Regions from separate parts of the Gossypium hirsutum genome. Here region 2 is linked to region 1. A link is a contact called in public Hi-C data. All regions are on one chromosome and are shown on one strand. Each heading gives the region's core, a stretch centred on a gene start, on an enhancer-like site or on the middle of the called end of the contact. The rest is flanking DNA. Distances are from core to core; before and after follow the strand shown. Region 1 holds the start of LOC107957509. Region 2 has its middle 58 kb from the start of LOC107957503.

Region 1 (3,357 bases), core at 655-3,154:
AGTTTAAAAAATTTATAATGATTTATTTGACTCAAAATGCTAAAAAAATCCTTAAGCATTCTTTTATTCAATTTTATGAAAAAAATTATTTTAATCATTTATTTAATTTTTTTAGCTATTAAACTTGTATTGTTTATCAAATTATCTAAAATAGATAATAAAAAAAATCTAATATTTGTTGATTTTACTGATGTAGCATTCATGTGGCAATCTACTTGTATGCTATGTTAGTAATTAATTAATGTTTTAAAATTAAAAATATCAAAAATGTATTTTTTTATATATTTTTTTAAATATTTAAAATTAATTAATTTTAAAAAATTAATTAATTATTGATTTGACATTTACTTGACAATCCATGTATAAAATTAACAAATGTGAATATTTTTTTATTTATTTTTAAAGAATTTGACAAACAGTATAAGTTTGAACACTAAAACAGATACAAAATTAAATTGAAAACTAATTTTTTTTAAAAAGTTGGAAACACCAAATAAGTAATTATATCTTTAAAAAATACATGCACAAAATAAAAATAAAGCCTAAAACATCATTATATTCATTATCTCAAATTTACCATTTTAATTAAAATTTTTCAAATTTTTTATAAGTTTATTATATCATTTTTTTCACCCATGTAATATAATCTAATTATTTATAGAAAATTTTGATTTAAATCACTGAAATTATTAAAAAAGTTTTGTTAATCGGCGACTGTGGAATTCCTTTTATAATCTTTAAAATAATTTAATAATTTCAATTTTCAAAACACATAATAACTATTATAATTGTACTTCTTGTAATATATGTTTGTAAACTTTAAATAGAATTATGCCACTAGAGCCTTAATATGGTTCGGGTAAGCTCATGAGAAAATTAGTGATTTTGTATGGTTTAATTTAATAAATTATTGAAGATTATAAAAATAAAAGATGTTTAAAAATTTAATTTAATTAATTTAATATCAATTTTTGAATTAATACCTTACAATTTTTTAATTTTTTAATCTGATCGATTGATCTAATCTAATTTAAACAATCATATGTCTAGAGACGAATTTTAGGATGGGGAGACAAAGATTTTGGCCTCTCAAAAAATAAAATAAAAATCAATTTAGTCTTATTATAAATAGAAAATTTATAAATTAATTTTAGTGAAATTATATTTTGGTCTTCTTAAATTGAAAATTTTTCAATTCAATCTTCTTATAAATAGAAAAATTATAAATTAATATATAATAAAATTACATTTTAACCCTCCTAAAAATAAAAAAATTTCTATTTAATACCTTAAAAGATGATGAATACATGATAAATTTATAATTTTTTAATGAAAAATTATAATTAAAATCTTGTCACTCCTTGAAGAAATTCTAAATTCAGCCGGGAGCATGCAGCTCAAACAAATCATACCGCCTTGCAGATGCTGTATCTCCAGCCTAATAAAACAAATTTGTGATCAGTGGGATTGGATAGACAATGAACCTGTTCTGTACAAATTCTTAATCACCCATACATAATGCTTCCATGGCATCATATGCACTGCCCTTAAAACAATCACATTATAAACAATCTACCCTCCAATCAAAACATACCACCAACTAGTTGCTTATTAAGCTTGGTTAAACAAGGAAAAATAATATTTCAGAAGAAAAAAAAAGCATTTGAGGGTTCGGCTCATGGAAATATATCTTTCATAAATTAAAAATAATAAAAAGAATTATTATATTTTTTATTTCACAAATAATTTTAAAAAAAATTTATTTTTTTATATTTTATTATACAACCAAATAATTTTCTATAAATGGGAAATAAAAAAATACACCTAGTATCAAAGACTAATATCTATTTATATTACTCTAATTTAATTTTATATTTTCCTTTTTAAAAGATAATTTACAACATTCTAGTATTTAAATATCACTATTTATTGGCGAAAAAACTCGAATACGAAGTCGGATAACAATATCGGTGTTGCGGTACACTGACTACAAATAGTATCCTTCTGATCATCTCTCTCTTCCTGATAGCCAAACGATGGCTGGTATTCCGATCAGATTCGGAATCATTGGGTGTGCCGAGATAGCCCGCAAAGTTTCTCGAGCTATCCAGCTTGCTCCTAACGCCACTGTCTCCGCCGTTGCCAGCCGCTCCTTCGACAAAGCCGCCAATTTCGCCAAGGCTAATGGCTTCCCACCTGACACCAAGATCTACGGCTCCTACGAGTCCCTTCTTGACGACCCCGACATCGACGCCGTTTATTTGCCTTTACCCACTAGCCTCCACCTCAAATGGGCTGTTTTGACGGCTCAGAAAAAGAAGCATCTGCTCACGGAGAAGCCCGTCGCCTTGAGCGTGGCCGAGTTTGATCAGATTCTAAAGGCTTGTGAAGAAAACGGGGTTCAGATTATGGACGGTACCATGTGGGTGCATAATCCCAGAACCCATAAAATGAAGCAGTTTTTAAACGACAAGGAGCAGTTTGGTCAGCTTAGAACGGTAAATACATTACTGGGTTCTGCTCATTTTAAGGTTTTTTCTTTTGTTTATGTAGTTCACCACTTTCCTGCTAGGCCATAGGAGATAGTTTAAAGCTCAATTTAAGGTGTCATATGCCTTATCATTTTAATATGTTAGGCAATGGAATGGCGTCATCTTCTTAATATCTATGAATATCCAATTCTGTAGGTGTATCTTGCCTTTCTAAATATTAGCAGCTTGTTTTACTTTAGAAATTGTATGTCTTTGTTTGGATGATCCTGTTAGATATTGTTTTTTTTTACTCAATTTAAAATGGGTTCTGTAGAGATGTGAAGAAGAGTTTGGTAAGATATGGGGTTAATGAGACAAAGGAAGCATAGAAATTGGGTTTTGTTTTAGGGCTCGGGTTTAATATTTGTCTATCGGTGCTTTGTGCTATTTGTCATCTTTATGATTATAGTATATGTTTCTCTGTCATCCATGTATGTAGGCAATTAATTAAGCCCATTAAATATAGCCTCTTGTGTGAATGAGTTGATGTCATAGATCCTATATTATTGTTCGTCCAGAACCTAGTGCTTTTCTTGAACTCCTCTTCAACTGAGCTTGTTATTGTTAAAACATGAAACACTTGTACTCAATGAATCAGAGCCTAGTTCCTTGTTGGACTGTGATTCGTTTATTTCTGTTGCGGGTTGTTTGGATTGTTTCGGGATGGAAAATCTAAAAACTTGTTGGTTTTAGATGGAGAAGAAAAACAAAACAGTACCGATGATCTAGATATGTGAATGTTCATTGTACCCAGTGATATGAACTTTCCTTTACCAACGAAGTGATATGAAGTTTTGAGTTTTTATAGCCACTGGAAATAAGCTTG
Region 2 (3,203 bases), core at 345-2,844, 240 kb after region 1:
AAGAAGAGTACTCGGTCGAAGCATTCATGCTAGACGAATCATAAAGGTACGAGTTTGATTAAGTGTTTATTATTTTAGATAACACAACCAAGTTCTTGTGTTTGAAATTTTTTTCAAGCTATGGTTTTCCCTTAAACCTATTTTCCACTGCATTTAACAAACTTGATCTTCAAACACATAGCATAAACAATCTATAGCTTTGTTTATAAAAACTTAAATAAACCTAATTTGAAAAGAAAAAAAAACTTATAATAGGTTATAACTCTTTTTATAATACGTAAATTAGGTAAAAATTTTATAAAATTTATAACATATAACCTTTATAAAAAAAAGTTTATAAAATGTTCAATAACTTTTCCAACATTTATTATAAATATGTATATTATAACACTTTTAGTCTTTTATAACACATAACTTATTTTTTATAATATGTTTTTCAGCCATAATTTTAAATTTTTTAGAATTTAAATAATATAATTTTTTTTAGTTTTACAAAATACAAATAAATTAATTTTTATAATATAAATTTTAAGATTTATAATGTAACCTTAGAATTTTTTGTCATAATTATCTCACATACTCATTCGTGTTCATGCTTATAATATAAAATTTATAACTTAAACTTGTAAAAAAAATATTTCTTAAAATTAAATCATGTATGACAATCAATGTTGTTGGAACTAGACTAGACCGACCGGACAGACTGATTGGATTGGGAATCGATTGGTGTATCAGTCCAAAGAGTGACTTTGAACTGGTTAGATCAAGAATTGGTACGAATCGGTTGAACCAACCAAAAAATTGGTTGAACCAAGATTTTTATAAATTTTATAATGTTTTAATCAAACTGATTGGATCAGGGAATTGGTAATCTAATTGATTTAGCCACTGATCTAAATTAAAAAAAAACATCGATGATAGTATGAGTGTTTGGAAAGTAATAAAATAATTGAATTTGAGGGTTTGCCAATGTAATTACTCGAATTTTCTCCCTCCCTCTTAATAATTGAAAAGTATAATTTTTTTTTGTTCTTTTTTTTTGGGGATAAATCTCAAAATTACACATGAAATTTGATTCAATGTGTAATTTGACACGTGAACTTTAATTTAGTTCAATTATAAACATGAAACTTTGATCGTGGTTCAGATGTATACATAAAACCTTAATTTTGATTCAATCATACACATTTGAAGAAATAAATACATCAATTTATTTTTATATTGGATAAATATAAGTATTTCTATATGCAATATATAAACATAAAATGATGATATTTCAATAATTGTGTTAATAATTTTTTAGAATCAAATCAACTCAAAATTTCATGTATAAAAATGTACAAAATCAAAGTTCATGTGTAAAATTGTGTAAAATTACACATTAGACTGAATTTCATGCATACTTTTGAGATCTATCCCTTTTTGAAGGATAATATCATTGATTGTAACATCAGTACAAAGAAAGGGATATGATTCATCCGAGACACATTGGAAGCTTAAAAGATATTACAACCAAAGGTACAGTATGCACGTTTAACATAAAGTCAAGCCATACCAAACAAAGCAAACTATGTGTAACAGGCCTCCACCACGTGAGAGTGAGCAAAGCAGGATTCAAGCCACTCTTTGAAGGAATCTAACACACTTAGATAAAAGGCTACTAGTAAATAAAGTGAACACGTCACTTTGAACCATTGAGCCCCTTTCCATAACCTTGCTCCAATGGCAATGGACACAATATAACGAACCTAAGAATAACATATGTGCAGTTGCTAGAAAATAAAAACAGTCAAAACGAGCCATGAAGGAGTCGAGAAATCGGAACACATAAGATCTTAGAAATACGAGCCTTTAGGGCACGAGAAAACCTCCACGAAGGAAGACCAAATGAACCTTTATTATGTCAAGAAAAGGGAAAGCTGACCTTCACAACTAGTAAAGGAGGAGTCAACAACGGAGAGAAACAAAAAGAGGGAAAAAAGAAAAAGAAATAAAACGGTGGGGAAGGACGGAAGAAACGGAAGGAGGTGGAGAAGAGAAAGGTGGGTGTCAATACTCGAAAGGCCAATGAGGAAGGGGGATCCTACCAATGCATGACCCACCAATAAGGGGAGGTAGAGAAACAATGGGGAAAGAAACAAAATGGAAAAAAAAAAGAGATAACAAAAGGAATGATAGAAGGGAGGAGGAAAGAAGACAGAAAAAGAAGGGAAGGAGGGAGGAAGAAAGGAAAGGGACCGACAACCAACCAAAAGGCTACCTCCGGCAATAGTAACCGAAAAAAAACACTTACCTCGAACTTACAAAATGAGCGAGAAAAGCAAAAGGACTTCTAGAGAGTTATTTTGGTTTCTATGAAAATATCTTAAGTCAATTAGAAAGTGTAATTGGGGTGACTTAAAAAGTGTAATTAGGGTGCTCCAATTACACTTAATTTAGTGGAACTTACTTATTATAATGGATACTCAAACATGCCACACCTATATAATTACAAACAATTACACCCAAATTCAGTTACTAAGTGGCTTTTCAAACACTACCTTAAAGATTATAATTTCAAGTTCAGAGTAGATATTTTTTGAATTTATAATTAAGTTGAGGATTTATAGTTTTGGATTAAAATGTTTACAACATGTTACATTATTTGACAAAAAAGATAAAAGAGAAATGGCATAATTAATTGGGTGCCTAAATGAACATTTTAGATACTCTCTTTGTAAGTTAAGATCTTAAACAATTTCAATTTCTATATACAAATCTTAAACAATTCATCACTTACTCAAAATTCGAAACATTTTATTGGACATTTGTATATTTATTTACTATATCATCAAAGCATAAAAAATCATATTATGTTAAATTCATTATCTCTAAAAATGTCTTTTGCGAGAAAAAATATCTAACCCAAATTTATGGGATAAAATGTTTTTTTATTTTTTTTATTTTATACATATATAATACTTAAAACTATTCATATTTTCTCCTTACTTTTTAAATAAAAGAATAAACATGTTTCAATACATTTGAACTTACATTCTCTTTTACTTGCAACAATGTTAAGGCCAACCAAATTAAAACTTAATCGGCCACAATAAAAAATTAAAAATATGAAAAGTATATTAGAAAAATTAAAGCCCCTAACCAGTGAGGATTAATTGTGTTTATACTAAAAACAATCAATAGTACTCAATTACATCTATTCA

The links. A called contact is a pair of places that touch in the nucleus more often than the background predicts.
Region 2: a Hi-C map of leaf shows a contact between it and region 1, with 2.9 times the contacts expected there. The contact joins the enhancer-like site here to the promoter of LOC107957509 in region 1. A contact is called at or near these places in 2 of 34 Hi-C or Micro-C datasets (both in leaf).

The regions. Positions count from the first base shown.
Region 1 is chrA05:31,301,811-31,305,167 of Gossypium_hirsutum_v2.1, forward strand. It overlaps LOC107957509, which reads left to right and starts at 1,905. Exons shown (of 2, transcript XM_016893030.2): 1 at 1,905-2,498. The coding sequence starts at 2,037.
Region 2 is chrA05:31,544,822-31,548,024 of Gossypium_hirsutum_v2.1, forward strand. No RefSeq gene overlaps it. Among protein-coding and RNA genes, the nearest start is that of LOC107957503, 58 kb to the right of the region's middle. Within about 2 kb of position 1,595, at least 6 of the 9 cell types and tissues checked have an H3K27ac peak or open chromatin away from gene starts, as enhancers often do. A contact at or near this core is called in leaf, where this site is marked.